2 separate regions of the Rattus norvegicus genome follow, and region 1 is linked to region 2. A link is a contact called in public Hi-C data. All regions are on one chromosome and are shown on one strand. The core of a region is the stretch at or near the end of the contact, and the rest is flanking DNA. Distances in the headings are between cores, read along the strand shown.

Evidence for each region. Hi-C and Micro-C count contacts between places; a contact is called where the count stands out from the background.
Region 1: a contact with region 2 is called in a Hi-C map of liver, with 4 times the contacts expected there. The contact joins the enhancer-like site here to the promoter of Itsn1 in region 2. A contact is called at or near these places in 9 of 12 Hi-C or Micro-C datasets (the A7r5 cell line, the Rat2 cell line, Schwann cells and 4 more).

Annotation. Positions count from the first base shown.
Region 1 is chr11:44,518,966-44,523,438 of GRCr8, forward strand. The region is part of intron 4 of Itsn1 (intersectin 1); the gene reads left to right. Among named protein-coding and RNA genes, the nearest start is that of Itsn1, 57 kb to the left of the region's middle. Within about 2 kb of position 2,521, at least 12 of the 93 cell types and tissues checked have an H3K27ac peak or open chromatin away from gene starts, as enhancers often do. A contact at or near this core is called in liver, where this site is marked.
Region 2 is chr11:44,462,282-44,466,814 of GRCr8, forward strand. Itsn1 (intersectin 1) reads left to right here and starts at 2,266. Exons shown (of 39, transcript NM_001136096.3): 1 at 2,266-2,498. Cryzl1 (crystallin zeta like 1) reads right to left here and starts at 1,512. Exons shown (of 13, transcript NM_001013044.1): 1 at 1,482-1,512.

The DNA.
Region 1 (4,473 bases), core at 1,271-3,770, 57 kb after region 2:
TGAGATCAGCTTCAAATGTGAACCCCACGCCCCTCAGGAAACAGACATTTAAAACTCTCCTTTAAGGAGATGGAAAGGTGGCTCAGTGTTTAAGAGCACTTGCTGCTTTTTCAGAGGACCTGAGTTCAATTCCCAGCCCCAACATGCTGGCTCATGACTGTTTTAACTCCAGTTCCAAAGGATGCAGTGCCCTGTTCTGGCTGGTGAAGGCAGCAGCCGTGTATTTGGCCCACACATACACATGCAGCCAAATACCCAGACACTAACATTAATTAGTTAAGTTAATTAAGGCTCTCATTGAGACCAAAATCCAAAGCAGTCACCAAATGGCCAAGTCCAGTATGATCCTGCTTTTGCATGTTTCATTTCCTCTTTGCTCTCATCTCAGCTGACTCTTGTTACAGTGTCTACTCCAGACACTAACCTCTCTGTTCCTTGCTGGGGCAGGTCTCTCCTTGCCTCACTGTATTGGTGTCTCCTCCTCCTGAGTTGTAGCCACTCACTGTCTTGCTAGTTTCAGTTTGTTGTCCTGCAGAGGGGTGCTCTCTGGTGAATCTGTCCTAAGTTCACCTACTTACTCCACTCCCTGTCACCCTCACGTCTCAGTGGGGGGTCTCTATCCCAGGGCCTAGAGAACACTGGGCAATGGGATTAACCACTGAAACAAAGCTCCCACCCTTCTCGCTGGTCTTCGTCACATCTAGAACCACCCATGCTAATCTGATTTGTTCTAAACAAGAAGGTAGAGACCTGTCTATTCTTAATTTCTAGATAATGCTCACACTGTAGCAGGTGCACCCAAAGTGTGTGCTGTTGTTGTAAAAATATACAAAAATATGGCTGGCTTTTATCCCCTACTAGGTTTGCACCGCAGTGCCCCAAGATGTCTGCTAGAATCTTGCCTGAAACATACATTCCAACTCCACAGCAGCCCGGTGTCTCTGTCACCGCACACTCTCTTAAACTCAAATCGCCACATGAAAGAACACACAGCACAGTAGCCTCTGAGCCAACTGATAGGATACAATTGCCCACCTAAACATACAAACCCTGTCCACATCCATCCCTTAAGAACATTCATAACAACCTACAAAGGTACAGCGTACTTAATGTCAGCCTCCGTGTTGTCTCTTGGATACTCTCTCGTCCCTCCCCCTCTCCCGTTCCTGTCTCCTCCTCTTCCTTCAAACTTTTCTCCCACCCCTCCTTCCTTCTCGTCCAATGACAGGCCTCATTATATCTTGTACCTGCCTCACCTGTGATATCTTCCCACAGTGTGCGTGTATATGGTTAATGAATGAATTTCCAAACTGGTTTGTCTTCCTATGGCTTGGCCTTGCTTTTACATTAGTGGGCACCAAATGGCAGATGAATGGCTGGTGGCAAGTCTGCATGGAGCTTCATTAAGTTCTGAAAGCAGCGGTGTATGCTGGGAAGGGTGTGCTAGGACGTTCTTCCAGTCTGCACTGCAGGCTGCTCTGCTTACCTCACCGAATCGTTTGCTCTCATTGTTGTTTATTATTGTGGTTTATTGCAGGCACGGACTGTGTCAGGTTTTGTGTTTGTGTGTGGTTTATTGCAGGCACAGACTGTGTCAGGTTTTGTGTTTGTGTGTGGTTTATTGCAGGCACAGACTATATAAGGTCTTGTGTTTGTGTGTGGTTTATTTCTTCCTTACACTAAGAGTAAGCTGTAAACTACCTAACTTTTGGCCTCTATCACTCAATATATCCTGGAAGCCACTGATCACTTGTCCCTTGTTTTCTTCTCAGCACACAGTGCTTGTCATGGTAGCAGGCACGCCATCACGGTAGCAGGCACGCTGTTGTGGTGCTACATGCTGTTTCTGTCCTGTTTCCATATTAGGTTGTTTCCGGTGTACTGTGGTTTCTGATAACATGGTGATTACAGAAAACACTGCTGTGAACAGCTCTTAGCCGTGTGTTTTTTGTTGTTAAATGAACCTTCAGAGTCGATCCATAAGTGTGTGCAGTTGCTGGTTCTAAGTAAATGATTACCCAGCTCTCTTACCACTTGGAGTTGTAATTTTCCCACCAGCAGTGTGTGAGAGTAGTGTATGATTTGTTTTATTTGTATAAATCAAGAAAAGCAGACCATTGGTGTCACAGTTACTTTTCTATTTCCGTGATAAAACACCATGGTGGAGGCAACTTACAGGACTGGTGTTGTGGGCTTGAGGTCTCACAGGATAAGAGCCTTCACCGTCACACTGGGGTAACAGGGCAGCCAGCAGCAGGGATGGCTGCAGGAGCAGCTCAGGACTCATATCTTTAACCACAAACAGGAAGCAGAGACCACATAGAGGAGTCTTTTAAACCTCAAAGCCCACCCATGGTGACACACTTCCTGAGCCTCCTCAAACAGGGCTGCCAACTGGAGACCAAGTGTTCAAATGCCAGAGGCTGTGAGGGGCATTGATTACTCTAAGCACCGCTCTGCATCTCTGCTCCTGTCTCACTTGCCCCTGCTGGAACCACTTCTCTCCATGGCTAACCTCTGATTCCAAGGCCAATTACCAGAGTCACGTGTAACAGTTGCTTGCTGGGTTTACCATACACGATTCCTCTGATATAAGTTTGGTGTCAATATTGTCCAAACTTAGTTACCTTGGAAGGGATTAGAAGTTGACTGGAGCAGTGGCCCCAAGTTGCTTATGAAAAGGCTGACGGAGCTAAAGTGTTTTGCTTGGCCCAAACCCTTGAACAGTGGAGTGGCCGCTGCTATGGAGCAGCAGCTGGAGTCTGCTGTGCCAGTGCTGGGAGGGAGAGCGCAGAGGGTCGGCCTTTGTGAGGAGCTGTGTTTCCAGAACTTCCCTGAGCTCTCTGTTACGAGGGAGTTTGAATACTTACGTTTTGTTAATTCGGGGGAAAAGTCTTTTTGAAAACTGCAGACTTGAGGGTCAGCCATGTATTAGACCTGTGCTGGGTGCCGAGATGTGAAGCTCTGGCCCCGAGGGCTACATGTTTCCTCTCTCCTTCCCCAAAGAGGTGGAAAGAATTTGAGAAGCACTAGATTATTCTAGTTAAATTCTTATTTAAAGCCTCTTCTTCCTTAGCCCATTGAACTTTTCTAGTTTCCACCAAGAATGCCTTTTAGGAGAAGTGTAGGGGATGAAGGGTGGCCATCTGCCTGTCCTTTATTTAACCATAAATAAAAACATGGAATCTTTGTCTCTTGTAAAGCATCTGACTTTACATAGCTGAGCATGTTAGAAATACTTTGCAGAAGGAGGACAGATTGCCACCTTGCTTGTGTCTTTTAAATCTGAAAGCTTTTGCAAAAGTCACTGGGCACCAGGTCCTTTCGCAAATACAGGTGCAGAGCCCAAGCAAGTAGACTTTCACAATGTGTGAGCTCCACGGCACTTTGACCTGCTTGGGTGTAAGCCAGAGACAGGATATTCATGGGACTGTGCGATTCTGTCAACATTGGTATTTATTTCAGTAGATAAAGGACAAAGCACGACATCATCAGTCCAAAAAGAAGATGTAGATTAAGACTTGAGAAACAACTAAACAAACACAGAGACCTTGGCCTCCCAGAGGCTATGGGAGCTCAGCGTCAGAGCTCTTGGACAACATAGGAGAAGGGCCTGTAGTCCTAACACTTAGGGCAGGAGGAACAGGGGTTTATGGTCATTCTCTCTATAGAATTGCAGGCTACCTGCAACCCTGTCTTAAAAGCAGATGCACAAATGAGTAAGACAAGTTACTAAGCAAAAGTCCCAACTAAAAGTCATTCTAAGTAGTAAAGTACTCAGTCCATCTCTCTAAACTCAGAGCTAAGTAGAGATGTGCTCAGCAGTGACTGGAAAAGATTGTTAAAAATATTACAAAAGAAAAATGGCGCCTTACTCTCTACTTAGGTCATTGTATTAGTGATGTACGCTTACAAGTTTGGTAATACAGTTATAGCATAAGTGACTAATAAAAGTTTATGCATATGTTTAAATCAGGGTCTTATAAACACCTAAAAAATAGATACCTAGGGAATTATACGACTTTCAATTCTGATAAAATTTTATAGAATACATTTGTCAATAAGATTTTATGAACACATATGCATGTGTGTACACATGAATAGAGATGCACGAGTGTGTGCATGTGTCTGTTTGGAAGCTAGAAGTAAACTTCAGGGTTTGTTCCTTAGGAACCGTCCACCTTGGTGGTATACTTTTTATTTATGTGTATGTATACATCGGTGTGAGTATATGCTGTGTGTGTGTGTCTGTGTGTGTCCATGTGTCTGTCTGAGAGTCCAGAATAGGGTGTCAGGTTCCTTGGAATTGAGTTTTTATCTGTATGACTGTTTTCGTGTGTGTGTGTGTGTGTGTGTGTGTGTGTGTGTGTGTGTGTGTGTGTGTGTAATCAGTGCATCATGCATCACATGTGTACAGTACCTTGCTTGGGTACTTTCTGTCTCTTGCCAGAAGAGAGTATCGGATTCCCACAA
Region 2 (4,533 bases), core at 1,016-3,515:
CACCTGTGTACCCTGTGCCCCTGGAGACCAGAAGAGGGCTTCAGACCCCCTGGAACTAGTTACACATGTGGTTGTATGGCTATGGGCCCTGGTCCTCTGGGAGAGAAACAAGTACTCCTATCCTGAGCTAGCTCTCCAGGCTTGGGCAGCTTGATTTTACATGGGGAATAATGTTTCAAATATGAGTGTCTCATCTCCTTCTACATGCTGACACAGAAGAAGGGATGCAATTAGTTAGAAAAAGTCAGTAATCATTACACACTGCAGTGGCTGATGTCTAAGATGTAGAACTCCCAAGACACAGGATCCCGCAATAGGATGCCGGGTGCTACAAGGACTGAGTATGCATTATGAAAGCTGGCTTCTAATAAATGTTACTCTTTCCTAGTATTTTTGTAAGCTCAGTCTTGTATCTTGAAAGTAGTTCCGAGCCCATGTAACAGAGTGGCAAGGGGATGGTCACTGGCAGTCACCTGAATAACATTGCTGAGTTTCTGCAATGGTCCCTTGTATCATCTGGATTTGTACGGCGGCTAATAGCCACAGGTGGCTACTAAGCGCTTGAGTGGTATGCAGTTAGGATGAAGGTATGCTGTGAGGGTAAAATGCACAACAGATCTGCAAGGCTTAGTATTTAAAGAACACACGGTCTCATTTAAATATCTGATTCTTTTAAAGGTTGAAATAATATGTGGAGAAACTGGTTTAAAAGGAACATAAAAATTAATTTCATGTGGTCTCTTTACACTGTCCAAATGTGGCTCCCAGGAAATCTAAAAGCACCTAGGTGCCTAGAACATTTTTCCTGGATTGGCAATGCAAAACTCAGCATCTACTGTGGACTGCCTATACTTGGGAGCTTGTTTAAGATGCCCATACTCAAAATATTCTTAAAAAAAAAAAAAACAACCCAAAAAACAAAAAACAAATGCAGACCATCAGGCCCAAATCCAGAATCAGTATCTGAGCCTCCTCATGACCCTGGGATAATTCTTTAGTATGGCTCAAGTATGGACTACTGGATGAAGCAGGCAATTCCTGACCCAAGGCCCCATTACTGTGAACACCCGTCCTTGCTTGCTTTAGGAAACCGCTTATTGGAAATGCCAAGAAAAGGGTAAGAAGGGTGACAAGGGAAGTAGTAACGGAGACAGCATCAGAAACAGTGGTAGGGAGAAGCTGGGGTGGGGAGGACTCAACTGAGAGAAAGGCAATTCTAGACCTTTGTCTACATAAACGCGGAGGATGAAGCAAAGACCCACAATCCAAACCTAGCCAGTGTCAGGAACTGTCCGTCAAATCTAGTATTACCCGCCCCTCAGCGGCCTCAGCCAAGCTAGGCCAGAGCAGGAGCAGCTCTGAGGTCGGCGTGTGATGCGAAGCACCAATCTCCCCAAGGTTAGACAACTCCTTCAGACGTTTCTCCATCTTTTGCCCAAAGTCCCATTTCACGAGACACATATCGTTCTTCCCTGGCTCACCTGGCTTGGAGCAACCTCAACCGCCAGCGCCTTCGCCGCCGCCACCTTCCCAGTCCTTCTGCAGAGAGCCCGCCTTCGTAGGTCCAAACAGTACTGCCATTGGTCGGACTGCCCGTCACTACCGCAGGATGACCGATCTGGGGGAGGCTGTGACGAGCGCCATAGCAACCGAACCCGGAACTACAATTCCCAGCATGCTCCTCCCTGTAGAGAGGCGAGTCATCCCAGGGACCACCAATACTTGGGAGAAGTTGGGCGTTGCCGAGATGGGTTCCGTTTTATGCAAATTAGAGTAAAAGGCCACACCCTTCCTCATTCCAACCGTACTCCCTACCATCTTTCTTCAGTCTTTGTCTCTGTCGCCTCTCGTTCCCACGTTCTTTCTGCAAAACCTTCAATTTAGTTAAATGTATGCTAGCTACTGTCGCGCATAGAAAAGAGCAAAGCGCCAAATCATGAAACAAAAATCTCCGTACGCATAGACCAGAAACCTCTAGTTATGCCTTCATGGGACGAGACAAGGACTGGGAGGAAAAAGGGTGCTTCCCGAACCACTTAATTGGTTTATCTCGCTGCCACTCTGTACACCTCCAATTCCTGTGGCTAGTCCTTTTTTCCCCAGTGGGCGGAGTCATGCGAACGAATGAGAAGGCGTGGTCTCGGCCGTCCGATTGGCAGGCGGTTATTCCCGCCCATCTATGGGTGGAGCGGAGGGCTGGCTGTGGGCGGAGGGGCGGCGGCGGAGGGAGATGAGGAGATAGGCGGGAGCGAGGGAGCGAAGGAGCGGAGGGCGAGAGGAGTGGAGCGGCACAGGGAGGGCGCGCAGCTTGGTTGCTCCGTAGTACGGAGGCTCGCGAGGGAGCATCCCGAGCGGGCTCCGGGACGGCCGAGAGGCAGGCGGGCGAGCGGGCGGGCGGGGATGGTGTGCGCGGCTGCGGACCCTGCGTTCCTCCGCGCGGCGTGCGGGCTGCACTGATTTGTGTGAGGGGCGGCCGCGCGCACCCGCCCGGAGATGAGGTGAGGAGCTGACGCGGGCGGCCTGGCGCGCGGGCGGGGGTCGGCGATGGCCGCCCGGGGTCGGGTCCAGCGGCCGGGCGCGCGTCCCCGCGGCCGCCGTCGCCGCTCTGCCTGGTCTTTCTCATCCTCCCGGGGGCGGCGGGGCGGGCGGGCCGCGGCGGTGGCGGCCGCGGGACGGGCTCCGGTGAATGGGCGTCCGCAGCCACTGCCGGCGCTCCCGAGGGGGCATCGCGGCGGGCGGTCCCTTCCACCGCTGACCCCTCTGCCCTCGGCCGCCGGAGGGTGGGGGGCCGGCCCGGCCTCCCGGGGATCCCGAGCTCGCGGGAGACGCATCGCGCCGCCCGCGGGTGCCCCCGGCCTCGAGTCCCCGGCTCATCCTTTTTCTCCGGCGCCTCCTTGGAATACCCTGTCAAGTGAAGGGCGGTCAATGCCGTTCGGGCCGAAGTGGTGCGGCCGGGGCTGGCTCTGATGGCATTTAACAGAAAGCGGCTCCCCTTGCAGCGGGCGCGCGTCCCCTGGTCGGCCGCTTCGCCCTCCGTGCGCACGCACTGACTTGGGTGTCTGCTATGGACCCAGGGCACAGTTGCGGTCCCTCTTGGGGGCGGGGGCGGGGGGGGGGGACCAGGAAATGCAATCCGGATTCCCAGAAAAAAGAAAAGAAAAGCAAGGATGAGCTGGCTGGACCTCCCTTCACTTCTGTTTCCCTTTGGTTTGGAGGACAACTTCGCTGATCCTCTTGCCTATGAGCAATCTATTGTTGTGAATCAGACTACAGACATTGCTTTTGAAGGAATAGATTAGTGGCTTCTTGCTGCAGTTTGAGGGTGTAGAGGTATTCGGTAGCATCTTGAATGTGAAAGTTTGCGGCTTTGCCCTCACCGCTGCTATTCGGAAAACAACCAACCTGGAAATGTAAGTGCATGCAGACTCTGGCCAGATACGGTTCTTTTGTGCTTATCTGTTGGTATATTTCATTTGGTACTTCGTGGTCAGAAACATAGAGCATAAAGAAAGAGTCTGATAGCATAGATAGTGAAAGCATAGGAATACATGCCTGTGGAAAATATCAGTTCTATTTTCAGGGAGGCCGGTTTACTAATCCCGATGAATTGATGAAGAGAAAGGCTTGCTCATGGATTATGTGGTGGACAGGATGTGAGGGCAGGAGCTAGGGCCAGGAGCCCACAGGCCAGCTGCTTGGCAGGGCATTTCTTTAAATGCTCTTAACTGGAGGGATGTATCTGTTTGTTGGGATAAAACTTTTATTTTTAGAAGACGTTTACAGTGAAAAGTGCAGACAGTTCAACAACCATTATGGTTACCATTTTTGCTACTTAACTTTTTTTTAAAACTAGTTTGATTGAAATGTTTTGTATGTGTGTGTGAGTTTCCTTATGACCTAAGAACTTATAAGAAAGCAGCATCTCTCTGTAGGAGACATGTAAAGAAGTCAGGAAACTATAAAGGATTTAAATGAAGAAGTGAAGGACACTGATTTGGTGACAGGGCATAGATACTCCATACACTTCTATGTGTAAGGAGCCACAGTAAGGAGCCTTTTTGAGAGTACATGTTTAAAAAAGTGGTATTTATTTTTTAAAAAAGTGTCTGTTATTGAAATTGCTGAGGATCGCGGTACTGCCACAAAACTATTATTATTCTGCCTGAGTAAGAGAGGAACTGAGCACATTTCTAATGTACTTTGGAACCCTGTGAATTGTTCAGATGCTGAGCATTGTGAAATAGGGCATGAAATGAGTGGTGGCAAGTTAGTTCCCTGAAATGTTTGTCCCTCAGCATTTTCTGTCTTTCTTTTGCTGGTGACTAGCTGTTTCCTTTTCCTGTGGGCATTCTTTATCTTTCCCCAAATACCTAGATTGAGACACACCCTTAAAACACTTGGAAGAGATTAAAAGGGAGGCCCTAGTAAATTCCTCTGCCAGTGCCTTTTCTCTTTTGGTGTTTGAACCAGGACTTGGAGAGTGCTAAGTGTGTGGCCCTAGCACCTAGCTACAACCCCAGCCTCACACTGGTC